2 separate regions of the Hordeum vulgare genome follow, and region 2 is linked to region 1. The links are chromatin contacts, called in public Hi-C maps. All regions are on one chromosome and are shown on one strand. Each heading gives the region's core, a stretch centred on a gene start, on an enhancer-like site or on the middle of the called end of the contact. The rest is flanking DNA. Distances are from core to core; before and after follow the strand shown. Region 1 holds the start of LOC123447914 (phosphatidylinositol/phosphatidylcholine transfer protein SFH8-like). Region 2 holds the start of LOC123447972 (protein ANTHESIS POMOTING FACTOR 1).

The links. Hi-C and Micro-C count contacts between places; a contact is called where the count stands out from the background.
Region 2: a Hi-C map of leaf shows a contact between it and region 1, with 2.5 times the contacts expected there. The contact joins the promoter of LOC123447972 here to the promoter of LOC123447914 in region 1. A contact is called at or near these places in 2 of 6 Hi-C or Micro-C datasets (leaf and seedling).

What each region holds. Positions count from the first base shown.
Region 1 is chr1H:484,166,994-484,170,250 of MorexV3_pseudomolecules_assembly, reverse strand. LOC123447914 (phosphatidylinositol/phosphatidylcholine transfer protein SFH8-like) reads left to right here and starts at 1,923. Exons shown (of 15, transcript XM_045124654.1): 1 at 1,923-2,113; 2 at 2,253-2,339; 3 at 3,217-3,257. The coding sequence starts at 2,306.
Region 2 is chr1H:485,017,959-485,021,104 of MorexV3_pseudomolecules_assembly, reverse strand. It overlaps LOC123447972 (protein ANTHESIS POMOTING FACTOR 1), which reads left to right and starts at 1,755. Exons shown (of 9, transcript XM_045124728.1): 1 at 1,755-2,051; 2 at 2,144-2,244. The coding sequence starts at 1,977.

The sequences.
Region 1 (3,257 bases), core at 674-3,173:
GGATTGGTCTAACGGACATTCATATTCACTTTTATAATTGTGTCGGCGCTTGCGTTTAATCTGGTCACAACTTAATTTCAAATTACATGAAAAAAATATTTTAAAAATGTAAAAAATCATTAATTAAGCATTAATGTCGGTCTGGAAGGCCATGATAGTCCTACGAGTCCACATTACATTAAAAGAAAATTTAATAAACTAAAAACAAGAAGGCGCGCTGTCCTAGGCGTCCTCTCCTCGTCGTCGTCGGGGCCGGTAAGGTCGACGAGCGTCGGCGTCGGACCAGCCCAGGGAAAGGTCGTCTCCCAGGCGGCAACGACGTCGTTCATCGATGGCTGCACTGGCGCTCGTTGTGCAGCGCATTGCTCCTCCTCCTCAGCTTTAGCCTCACGCTCCATCAGCTTGATCCGCCGGGCCTCTGCGCCCTCCTCTGACACCCGCCGTTGCTCTGGTGTCAGCTGCTGTCATCGGCGCCTCACCTTCTTTGCATGCGCCCGCGCCTACCGCGGCACCATTGGCACTGGGATCCTCTTCGGATCCAAATGCCAGTAATGCGGCAGCGTGACGTCGGGGTAGGGTAAGGGGAATTGGTGCTTCTAGTGCCACCTCACTTGGTGCACTGGTATGTTGACCCGCTGCCGAAGCAGACGGGAAGATGCCGACGACGAGAGCACGCAGATGGGAAGACGCCGACGACGGGAGCGCGCACACAAGGAAGGCGGGGGACTTGCCCTTGTCTTTGCTGGAGAAGAAACCAATGGTGGCTTGGTTTACAGACGACGGGGAAGCAACGGGTGGCTAGATGTGGATGGGGGCGACTTATGAAAGAGGATGAGCCCCCCTCCCCCATGGGCGTATGCACGGATCAAAAAAGGACACCCGTGGGTCGCTGACGCGTGGGTCCATGATGGACGGTCGTCGTTAATAAAGACGACGCTGGCTTTAACCAGACGCCATGTGTGGACGCGTGCGGGCATGAGAAGGCGCGCGCCGCGTCCGCTTCGCGTCCGTATCAACGCATTTCAGGAGCAATTTTGAGCCGAAAATGAATCCGCACGAACACGAAGCAGACACGTTTTGGGTTTGGGTTGGCGCGTTAGGCCTTCATTTTTGTCTGTGCTGACCCAAATGGATGCGGACGGACAATTGGGTCGCTGCGTTGGAGGTGCTCTAACTCACCAATTTTCTTCTTCTTACCTCTATTTCAAAGGGAAAAAGGTCTAGCCATTTTTTCTCCGATGCCGCTTAGATTTAGTTTTTCTTAAAACAAAACTACCACTCGCTTCATTCTTAAATATAAAACCTTTTTAATTTTTTACTATAAACCACATACGAAGTAAAATGAGTAAATCTATATTCTGAAATATATCTATATACATCCGTATATAGTCTATAGTAAAATCTCTAAAAGGTCTTATATATATATATTTTTAAAGGGAATAGATATTTATAGTTTCCCTTATGCATCTGTGTTTGTTTGATCAATTGTAGGCAGACAATGTATCATCATCAATCATCAATCAATAACCAATAGATACTTGCATAAAAGCACCCCATAATAAATTATATAATCTGTACTAGTAGAACAATTGTAGCGGAATTAAAAAGGAGTGGACGAGGGAGCAGTTGCCCAACCAAACCAAATCTGACTCGGCCAAAGCCTTCCACGCGTCACGTCACGGGCACGGCCTCCTGCGCTCGGTCCATGGGCGAGGCCGCATCGCCACCGTCCACTGCTCGGACCGGCGCGCATCAACGGCCACGGCAGACGCGCCTCAGCCCTCAGATCTACGTATCCAACTAGTAAAAAGATTCCTACGTGGTGGGTGGTCCGGGTGCGCCGGGCCCACGTACCGAACACGTCCACGTCGCCCGGGTCAACCGTTTCCGGCCCATGGGCCTGGTCTACCCGCGCCGTGACGGAAACCTCCGTGCCCTCTGCCTCCTTCTTCTTCTTCTCCCTCCCGGAGTCGCCCGCCCGCCCGCCCCATTAAAACGGTGGGAGAAGGAGAAGCTCCTCCTCCTCCCGCCCCCCGAAATCCGCACCCGAATCCCGAAACTGACAGGCGGAAAATCTCCGCCGGGGACCAGATTCCCCGCCTGGTACGCGCGCGTAAGAACCGTCATTCGATTGATTCAAGTTCTTCTCCCCCCCCCCCTAATCCAATTCGCCAATCCGGCGTTCGAGCGTGCGTGGCGGGCGCTCTTCGCTGCTGTCCTGCTCGCTGAATTTTTCCGTGCGGATTTTCCAGCGGATTTCGGGCCTGGGGCTTTGCTGGGGAGATCGATTCCGGAGCCGGAGGGGATGTCAGGGCCCCTCGACCGATTAGCCAGGCCATGTGAGTATAAAGTGTTTGTTCCTCCGTTTATTGTTGCTGGTCGACGTACTTATTTCCTTTAGGACTTGGAGGAACCAATTTCCTAGGGTTCAATGTTTCTGGCTCCTCTCGTGATTTCCTCTGTAAAGTTCGTTTCTTTTTCAGTGTCTGGGATTAAATAGGCTCGTATTTTGATTATCGCGCTCCTCGAATCAGCTATGAGGATTATGCGATTTGGGGCCACCGGAAGCATGTTCCTAATTTGACAGTAAAGTCCACGTGTAAATAAACAACTTTCTGTGTAAAAAAGAAGGAAAAATCTTCGAGCAGAAGTCTGTTCTGTTTTCAGTTGTTTTTTACTTGGCATCGCTAAAGGATATTACCTCCCCTACTCTTTCAATGGGAATGACAGCTTACCTGATGTGAAAAAATAATGGCAGCTTACCTTCCTTTATAAAAGATTGTGTTATTATATCTAGTGCGTGAAGGTTAGTAGGTAATCATTGTCAAAGATAACTACATAAGACTTAATTGTAGAGTACAGGAAAATGCAGAGAATTAACATATTGTGTTGTTGATGCCACCTGTATGAACCAACAAATTTTTAAACCATCCAACTAATCAGTGCAAGGTTCTTTCTGCTTGCACTCTGTATGGTGCTGAACAAAATTGACGACCCTGTCCCTTTTTGCAACTCACCCTTGCTGAATCTTCATACTAGCACCTGTAATCACAGAGTGTTGTTTCAGCATACGGGTAACTGTATTTGGCATGGGTTCTTGCTGCAGTTCCTTGCAGAACACCATTATTTGGCTATTGGTTTTTGTTACTAGAGTAACTGTATCTGCTTTTGCTTTGACTACAGTATGGAATATTAACATATTGTTACTGGGCACAGCTTTTGAAGGATTTACACATAATGATGGAAAGAAAGAGAGC
Region 2 (3,146 bases), core at 506-3,005, 850 kb before region 1:
ACTTCAAGCCCCCTTTACTCCCATACGCAAACAACTACCTTATTCGGGTGTAAGCATCTGTTGCTCTAGCCACCCACTATAAGCGAATCATGAACATATTGCAACCCATACATCGAGAATTCCCTCACGCGTGCACTGCACGAAGGGTACCATAGGACAACACCAAAATAAAACATACACTCCAATCAATCAAGATCACCAATCAACCCAAAGGACAACATCGATCTACTCAAACACCATAGGATGGCAACACATCATTGATTAATAATAAGTGGCATGAAACACCATGTTCAAGTAGGGGATTACATTGGGGTTCGGGAGAGTGGACCGTCATAGATAGATGAGGGGAGGTGATGGAGACGGTGATTTTGATGAAGACGATCACCGTGGCGATGGTTCCTCCGGCGGCACTCCGGCGCCACCGGGAGAGAGGGGGAGAGAGTCTTCCCCCTTAGGCTTCCTCCTCCATGGCCTCTCTCCATCTAGGGAGAGGTTCTCCCTCTGGTCCTTGGCTGCCATGGCACCCGAAGGGGAGAGAGCCCTCCGAGATTGGATCTCTCTCTCCGTTTCTCTCCTCTTTTCGCTGCTGTTTTCTGGCCCTTCACCGTTTCTAAAATATCCGAAGATTCGTAACTCCGATTGGGCTGAAATTTTGAAAGGATTTTTATCGCAAAAATATCTTTCTTGGGGAAGGAGAGCCTCAACCGACTTAAGGGGTGGGCACAAGCCATCAAGACGCGGCCCCACCCCCATTTCACGCCCTCTTGGCTTGTGCCTTCCCCGGGCATCGCCTTGTGGTGATTCCAACTCCCAAAATTCACATATATTTTAAAAAGACTTTGTAATTTTTTATGGCGTTTGGAGTCCATTTGATATGGATTTTCTACGAAACAAAAAACACACAAAAACAAGAACTGGCACAGGGCACTGAATAAGTAAGTTAGTCCTAAAAATAAGATAAAATGTTGCTAAAAGTATATAAAAGTTATAGAATATTGACATAAATACTTCATAAATTATCGATACGTTGAAGACGTATCACTGACTCAATGAGGAACTTGTTCGATAGTTCATGTATCTGCGCCCACACGGCCAACTTGTTGAGTTTTATTGTGTCCGGGTTCTTGAAACATCGTACTCCTTCAAGATCAACGCTTGCTCCGTGAACAACCATGGCCCATCGAACATCACCTTGTTCCAGTCCCAAGGCACCCGAATTGAGTCGTGAACAAGTTTTCTTTTATCTTCCTCCACACTGCTGGTTTTGTCGAGTTTCAGGCCGCCCTCATATCGCCATACATGGCATTAGGGTTGAAGGTTTTTGCGGTATGAACACGCGCAATCGCCGGCCACTTCGCCATGTCCAACATGTCTGATAGCTTCTCCTTCCAGATGAAGTCGTCTTCTTCCTCTTTCTGTAGTGTGAGACGAGGCAACAACTCTTTCGCCGATTCCTTGCTCTTTCTCCTGTGTGATCTAGCGCCCTCCGCCATCGTCAGCATATCCAATCTCGTCGTCACACACCGATCTCGGAAACCTTCGCCCAAGGCCGGGTGGGATCACCAGGACCCCCCTTAATCAGCCCGAGATTCAGAAATCGCCACACGGCCAACACAGAAGCGAGAAAGTAAAGATTCCGACAGTAACGAAACCCTAGGGTTTTTCGTTAGGAAAAAAAAAACTCATTGCCGCCCTAGCGAGGTCGTTCGACTTGTTGTGCGTATTTCGTTTCGGCTCGGCTAGACCGGCCGGCCCATCAGGCCCTTCTTCTCCCCGACGAGAGAGAGTTCTCTTCTTCCTTGGAGCTCCCACGCCGCGCGGCCCTCATCTCCCTCCCCTCCGTCTCCTCTCCCAGGCGCCGCGCCAATCCCCACCACTCCCAACGTCACCGGCGACAGGCCAGCTCCACCGAAAATCTATCACCCGGAACACGAGATCCGAAAGGCGGGCGGGCGGCGGCGGCGGCGGCGCGGAGGATGACGGCCACGCTGTCGCAGCTGGACGACGGCATCGTCCGCGGCATGGCCATCGGCGCGGTCTTCACCGACTACGTGAGCTCCATTGCCTGACCCCCCCAGCCCCCCTCCCTCCCTGTTTGTTCCTTCTGCCCACGCTAATCTGTCGCGGCGAAATCGGTCGGCAGGCTGGGAAGATAAGCTGCCTCGATTTCCACCGCAAGGAGGATCTCCTCGTCACCTCCAGCGAGGACGACTCCATTCGCCTCTACAACACCACCAGCGCCGCGTGAGTCCGCCGGGTCCCCCGCTTGGGTTTACATCTGCTCTCTTCTGTGTTAACTGAACCTCGGTGTGCTAGAGAAGAGAGGTTACAGCATGTGTGATGGGAAGTGTCTGGGATCTACTGCATTTTTGATTGCTGGCCTATAGATGTGAGTGTCAGTGGTGGGTTCTGCTGTTTGGGGATGCTGGTAATGTGCTACTTTGATCTTAGTGCTATCTTGCAGTGATGCTTCTATGATTATGTTAATCAATTTCATGGTGATTTGCTTCACAAGCAGGAGTACAACAGCATTAGGCCATTGGCTATTTGTGGTGCAAACCCCTAACTGTGTGTTAGACATAATTCTGTAGGATTACGTGATAGGATCTTTAGGCCTACACATTAGATCACCAAATTATGATTAAACAGAGAGTTAGATCTGTAGGGGCACAAACGTAGGGCTCCGCCCCTTTACGTTATGTTATCCTTCCATCCCAGTGGGCCGTGATCAATTCCAACATTTCCCTCCTTGATCGTTAGGCTCAATAACTTCTGCACATTTTCCATAGGTATAATATACGAAAGGAAGGTGTTACAACAACCAATGAATGTCGTTGAACCTCAATACTTGTAGCACGCATCCTATTTTAAAATGAAAAGAAGGTTAATGGTCCCATAATTCCAGGACCAGAAGGCTTTCTCCCTAAAAAAAATCCCTAAAAATAAGGATCAGAAGGCTTCCGAATAATCCCATGTCAGCTACATGCTCAGGAAAAGTATTGGGTGTTAAGCCTTTAGTGAGCGGATCCGCAAGCATATTTGTTGTATTGATATGCTTAACATTAATAGTTTGATCATGGATTATATCTTTCACAACATGATATTGTATGTCAATGTGATTGACAGCAACACTTGACTTGTTGTTA